Linked DNA regions of Anas platyrhynchos: region 2 is linked to region 1. A link is a contact called in public Hi-C data. All regions are on one chromosome and are shown on one strand. Each heading gives the region's core, a stretch centred on a gene start, on an enhancer-like site or on the middle of the called end of the contact. The rest is flanking DNA. Distances are from core to core; before and after follow the strand shown. Region 1 holds the start of PALMD (palmdelphin). Region 2 overlaps PALMD (palmdelphin).

What was found. A called contact is a pair of places that touch in the nucleus more often than the background predicts.
Region 2: a Hi-C map of F1 follicle shows a contact between it and region 1, with 3 times the contacts expected there. The contact joins the enhancer-like site here to the promoter of PALMD in region 1. A contact is called at or near these places in 5 of 8 Hi-C or Micro-C datasets (F1 follicle, liver, skeletal muscle and 1 more).

What each region holds. Positions count from the first base shown.
Region 1 is chr8:10,374,231-10,377,321 of IASCAAS_PekinDuck_T2T, forward strand. PALMD (palmdelphin) reads left to right here and starts at 1,618. Exons shown (of 9, transcript XM_005018733.6): 1 at 1,618-1,895. The coding sequence starts at 1,852. All of the region lies in intron 2 of PLPPR5 (phospholipid phosphatase related 5), which reads right to left.
Region 2 is chr8:10,423,213-10,426,303 of IASCAAS_PekinDuck_T2T, forward strand. It overlaps PALMD (palmdelphin), which reads left to right. Exons shown (of 9, transcript XM_005018733.6): 9 at 2,100-3,091. The coding sequence ends at 2,143. Among named protein-coding and RNA genes, the nearest start is that of PLPPR5, 31 kb to the left of the region's middle. Within about 2 kb of position 1,564, at least 1 of the 8 cell types and tissues checked has an H3K27ac peak or open chromatin away from gene starts, as enhancers often do.

The DNA of each region.
Region 1 (3,091 bases), core at 368-2,867:
CTAAGATTCAAGTATTGCTTTCAGTTACTGTGCATGTTTGTTACTAAAACACCAACATTACCATTCAGGGATTAGTTTACTCCCATTTGACGTAAGCACCTCAAAGAGACCAGAAGTTTTTGTGAGTAACCCTGGAACATGGCATGGTGCGAGGCTTTATTAAATGCATTACAGGGAATGCATATAAATTATACGGTTATAACATCATAGTTACACGTCTGATACCTGATTTAAATGCTGACAGAATAATGCTGAAATAACAATCCTGCGTGCGTGTTTTTAGAGATCACCAAAACAGATGTAAGAGAAAAATACTCAAAAATAAGCAGTACTGCTTCTGTCCAAGCAAGAAGCACAAAGTTTGCAGCGAATTAGGGCTCAGCTTGCCCTACAAGCTGCCGCGGGGGCGTTCAGCAGCCCAGCCGGCTGCCCGCAAGGCGCCCCCCGGGGCAGGGGCCCCGCCACCAAGGCCGCAATGCCGGCGGCAGCCCGCGAGAGGGAGACTTCACCTCACCAGACCTCGGAAGCGAGACACTCGAAAGCGATTTTACCCAGATAAAAGCCACGCTACAGCCAGATGCACCACAGGCAGTCTGGGAAGGCTGTAACGTGAACAAGCCTTCCTAAAGGATGCGCTCTGAAAATAGCACTGGGGTTCCCGTGCAACCTAAAGATGCTAATCTTGCATACAGCAGTTGATATGCAAGGTTCTGTGAATATATATGTATTTTTTAGTCTCCTTTAAAATTATTTCCTCACTAGTCTTTAACTTTTTTTTATTATCATCTCCTGAAGACAAATAACTGGAGCAATATATACATGAGAAACATCAGATTTTCATAAGTTTACCTTAACCAAATGTAGAAAGAACAGCTACAACATTATATTTTCCATGTCATCTAAGTTTACTTATCTAAATGATGGGAACACAAATTAAGAAGAATATGGAAAAAATTAAAAAGACCCTGTCTTTCTCTGGAGTTCAGAACTTTACACTGCAGACTTGCTGCCCCTGAAACTTCTACTGCAGGTAGCAGAGGCCGCTCTCCTTTCTGAGCAGTTCCCAAGCAGCCTGCTTCCTTATCTCTTTGTTTCTGACATATCTGTTTAGAGAAGCAGCTTCTCCTGATTTTCCAGTCTAAGAAACTTATCTTTAATATGTCTTTAGAGCAACTTCGCATGAAACGAAACATATATTGTTTCCACATCCAGTGTAGCATATTCATCCTATCTGCAAGAAAATTTAGCGTTCTTGATCACGGAAGTTCAATATTAGAATGGATTTGCTGTGATTTTTCCTGCAGACTTTCAACATGTTTATTACATTTTTAAATAATTTATGATATAAAAGTTTATCATTTATGTTCAAAGCAACCTTTATCATCTGCCTAGCAATTTTATCAGTCCAGCAACTACAGTAAGTCATCATCATCTTTACCTCACCCACTAATTTAGCTAGGATTTGTCTAGAACAAAGGGCCATAATAAATGCCAAAGTAAGAGCTACACCCACTTACAAATCATGCATACCCAAGTCTCATATAGTGAGTTAAATATTTACTAGACTATAACGGGCAAGGAACTCAACAAGGTCTCTTAGATAATAAACTGACTTGTTAGAGGAAATATCTTCAGCAAGTATTTCTTAGACCCAGCACAGGGATTTCTAAAATATATTTTTCCATCTGCTTTTCTTAATTCCACAGAAGAAGGTCATACTTCACCTGGAAGTGTGCATAAATAAAACACAGGAAGACAGCATCAAACGGATTTATCACCCCAGCCTGTAGTTCTTTCAGTCTTCTACCATTTTGTTGTTTGTAACGTGGTAGCGATAAATGTGACATCAAGATGCAAGCTGATGCTTCTGTTTCCGAACATCAAAGACACAAAAGGTAAGGTCCCAACTTCTTAAAACATATTGAGGCTGTATACTGCTCTTAGGAAATACGACTATCAAAATCTGCCCTTCCCTAGTGTTTTGATTCTTCTTTTTATTCTGCTTTTCTCTTTCTTACTAAAAAAATCTAATTCCTAGTTCATACATCAACAATTATGGTGTGAGTTTGGATTTTGAGTTCTTATACCTTCAGATGTGTGAGGACAGGACAGAGGACTTTAGATTTATCTAAAATACTTTCAATGTATTTGTGCTAGTTCATAATAGATGAACATTTATTTCAGAGTTAGAACTGAACTAAAATTTTAAAATGGGTGTGTGACCATGACTGTAACCAGTTTTGGGAGACAAGGAGAGAGAGGATGGAAAGAGAGGTGACAAAGAAAGGACAAGGGAATGTTGAAATGGAGTTAAATTTCATACAGCTGTTCTAAACCTGCTTCTGTCTGACATTAAACTTTATTAGAGTGTGATCTTAAATAGAGAAGAAACAGTGTGGTCTCTCAGGGAAGAAAATTATGCTTAGTTATTTTTGCCTATTTTGCGGAAGGCAAATAATATTAATAGTTGTGCTAGAGATATTTATATGTTTTATAGAAATAAGCAGATACATTATAAACTGGTTTAGAAATTAACTAATTTCTCCCATGTGTGTTTTTCTGTGTTGTTAATTTAACTATAGCTGTTAGTGTTTATTATTTCATTTAAATAATACACACAGTTTATGTGTGTTTTTTTCCCCTAATATGTTTACGTACAAATTTAATGAATGTTCCTCTGTAGATTATGATGGATTATATCTACTTAGACCTGTAGAATCTCAGTTCTGTTACCAATCAACACACCACACACACAGCATAACAAAAACTGAAATTATTACACAAAGAGATCCAAGCACACTAGGTGAACAGATGCAAGGATGAGAAAGAAAATCAAAGCTGATAAACAAAGTGTTAATTACCAGTGTACTTTGTCAAACCCCAAATTAGTTTTAATTACACTTACACAGCAATATTTGCTAAAGAAACTGATGTTAGCATTATCTTATAAGACTTCTACACTTGCTGTCTAATTAAACTGTACAACCTGTTGCCATAGGAAGATGTTGAAACATCTTTAAGAAAAGGATTAAGTAGTTATTTCCAGAATTAAGTATAATTAAGATATCAGCTTTATGTAAGAATTATTTAA
Region 2 (3,091 bases), core at 314-2,813, 49 kb after region 1:
AGGACATTTTCATCAGTAGAAAAAAACAGGAAATGACTCATTTTTTCCCAAGCAGCCCTGTAATCCCACTGCTAATTCTAAGAAAGAAACAAAACCAGGAAAACCTCCTACTTCTAGAACAATGAATGACAAAGAGCTAGGAAATAAACTCTTTTCAAGCCTCAGCCTGCCAGGTTAACCATAAACACCACTGGTGAAAAGAGGGGAGTAGAAAATTATTTTGGTATCTCAACATTCATTACTAAAGCAACAAACCGTATAAGAAAAATAATCCTCTCTGAAACTAAGACTTGGGAAGCAATGGCAGTATTTGAACATTAAATAGACACTGAGGGCTCTTTGAAAGAACAGAATGGAAGAAAGCACAAGACAGACCAGGAAGGAGGTCCATTATGTTACAGTCTTGCTTTGAGAGCAAAATGAAACTCCAGAGCAAGTTACTGAAAAGTAAGGGATGATAAAGACAATTTAGATGCAGAGGAAGTGTTCCATATCCCAACCAATATGGAGAAACATGGGATTAAATTAGGAGACTTCAGCATAGCCCTAATTTGACAGAAGCACAGGACATACCTCTTTCCATACTGGAGTAATTTTTATTTCCCTATGAGCCTGGTGGGAGACCAATATCTCATGGCACACACCTTCAGAAATACAGAAGGAGAGGGATGGCCATGCTGTAATTAGCACCCTAGCATTCAGGGTTATTAAGCTTATTTTCTTCTTTAAATTTCAATCATGAAAATATTTTGAAGGTTCGATACTCACTAGGGAAAATAAAGTCCTTGGACGCATAACAAAGGCTAGACATAATGGAATGAACGAAGAAAGGAAAAACAATCTGAATAGGCAGAAAAACCTCATTGACAGCATAGAATAGACTATCATGGCAAGTGAAAGTGCAACTTTTGGCAGGTAGCTCATCTAGATGAGCTGACTTTTTCTTTACCAATGGAAGATACACAACAATGGAAAACAATATTTGCCCAATTTGTGCTGAAGAAAGTATTGTACAACAAAACTGTTTATTTAATAGAAAAGGAAAACACATACATGCCACATGTTTCTGTAATGTAGAGTGAAAGACAAAATCACATCCCTGGACTATTGATTATGACAGAGTAATTGCTCTCAAACCACAACCAGGATTTGCATCCACCAGAATGCCTTGGTCTGCAAACAGTACAGTCCTTGTAAGAGTTAAGCTTAACATCAGTGGTCCCATAATAAGGTTATACTCAGATACTTCTATGATTTGCAACAATCTTCAAAACATGACTTGAACTGGACATTTGTTTGACCTGCATATATCAAGTAAACAGCTGCTTTGGCCCCCTGTCTCCCAGTACAGAACATGCATGTTGGAGGGAAGAAATGCTATTTTGGGTGAGTCTTCAAACTAACAGGTCAGAGGGCTGGAGATTATTCCCACTGCATTCTCAGATCAAGAGCTTAGTGAGGGGAGGCTCTTACATATCAAACAAAAGCATTATATTGCTATTCTAAAAATAACCTTAACATTTAATCATCTGCCCTGCATTGTCACTTTCAAATGAACCTACCTTATACCCAGTTACAGACTATATCCATGCTGATGTTTATACAGATGAATTACTCCGTCACATTTAATTCAGGAATATGACTAACTCCCACCCTGACTCACTGCACCAGGAAGAGAGAAGTTTGCTTTGAACATCAACAAAAGGAAAAGGCTTCCAAACAGTTACAGTGCCCACTGAGGAGTTTAGTTTAAACAACAGGTTTCATTATTCATGCATCCTTTTAATCTGTCAGCTTCTAGTCAAGGACAATACCATCTGTCTGTAATGTGTTAGCGAAGGTAACAGAAACAAAACAGATAAGAGAGCTGTGCTAATTTTCAAATAGCGATAATGGAGTACATTTCTTATTATTCACTTTATTGCCAAATTACTAGAACTAATGCCTTCTACTAATTTCTTTCTGTAACACTAAAACAATGCTTATTCTGCTGGATTAACCATTGGAGGTACGTGTATTCTTCATTATTCTAAATACAAACATTTAACATCAGAAATAGAAAGACTTAAAGTACAATGGTTTTGTTTTCTTTTTTTCAGCTCTAAGGATGAGAATGGCAAAGCTGGGGAAAAAGGTGATTTAACAGCTATAAGATGGAAGTAAATTTCATTACTCAAAGCAGAATAAAGCTACGAAGATTTTCTTCAACATGCCTTTTGGATCTTAATGCTTAATGCTTTGTTCTTCTATTTTATGCATCTGGGTTATTTTGCCCATTGCATAACCCAATGGACTCTAACAGACTTTTAGATTCGGCCAGCTGCCACACACAAATCAAAGCTTGTATTTTGAAGGTAGTGTAAAGTTACCCAAGACCATAAGTGCAGTGTATATCCAAGTGTGAAGATGTGGGGACAGGTATGCACGATCAGGAATACGTTGTTGCCATATACACAGAGCAGATAAACATCCCTCTCCAGGAACTTCACAGCATATCCTTTCAGTTTTAAGTACACGTGCTTTGACTTTTGATTGAAAATGTTTCATTCATTAAAAAAAAAAAAAAAAAAAAATAGTTATTTTAAAAGCTAAGCATAAGAGAGAGTAGCAGGAAGAAGTGTAAATATAAAAGCTGGTTTCCAAGCTTCATATTTAAAGCCAAAATTTAAAGCATTCCTTTTTAAGTAACAGCAAAACAATCCAAAAACAGCAGATTCAGCACTTACATGTTTAGCCGCCTTCTTGAGCACCCCAGTCTACCCACCCTTCTACATCACATATGACAGTATAGCCACCAAAAGACCTTGCTCAGTTCCCCAGACCATGTATGACTCCCACCCATAACCTCACAGATCCCGCACATAATGCTGTAAACAGCTTGATCTCCTAAGCATGGCTTCACCTCCTAGCTCACTATAGAAAGCCCCACATTTCCAGGAAGCAGGCTACCAGACAAGCAGCACCTGTCAGGCACTGAGAAGTAGTGCTTAGTACACATTTCATTTGGCCAGGGAAGCTAAAATTAGTTCAAGGCCCCTTTCAGAAATACTGAGTTGCCAGTGACTTGTCCTGCAGCCACAACAGGTCTGTT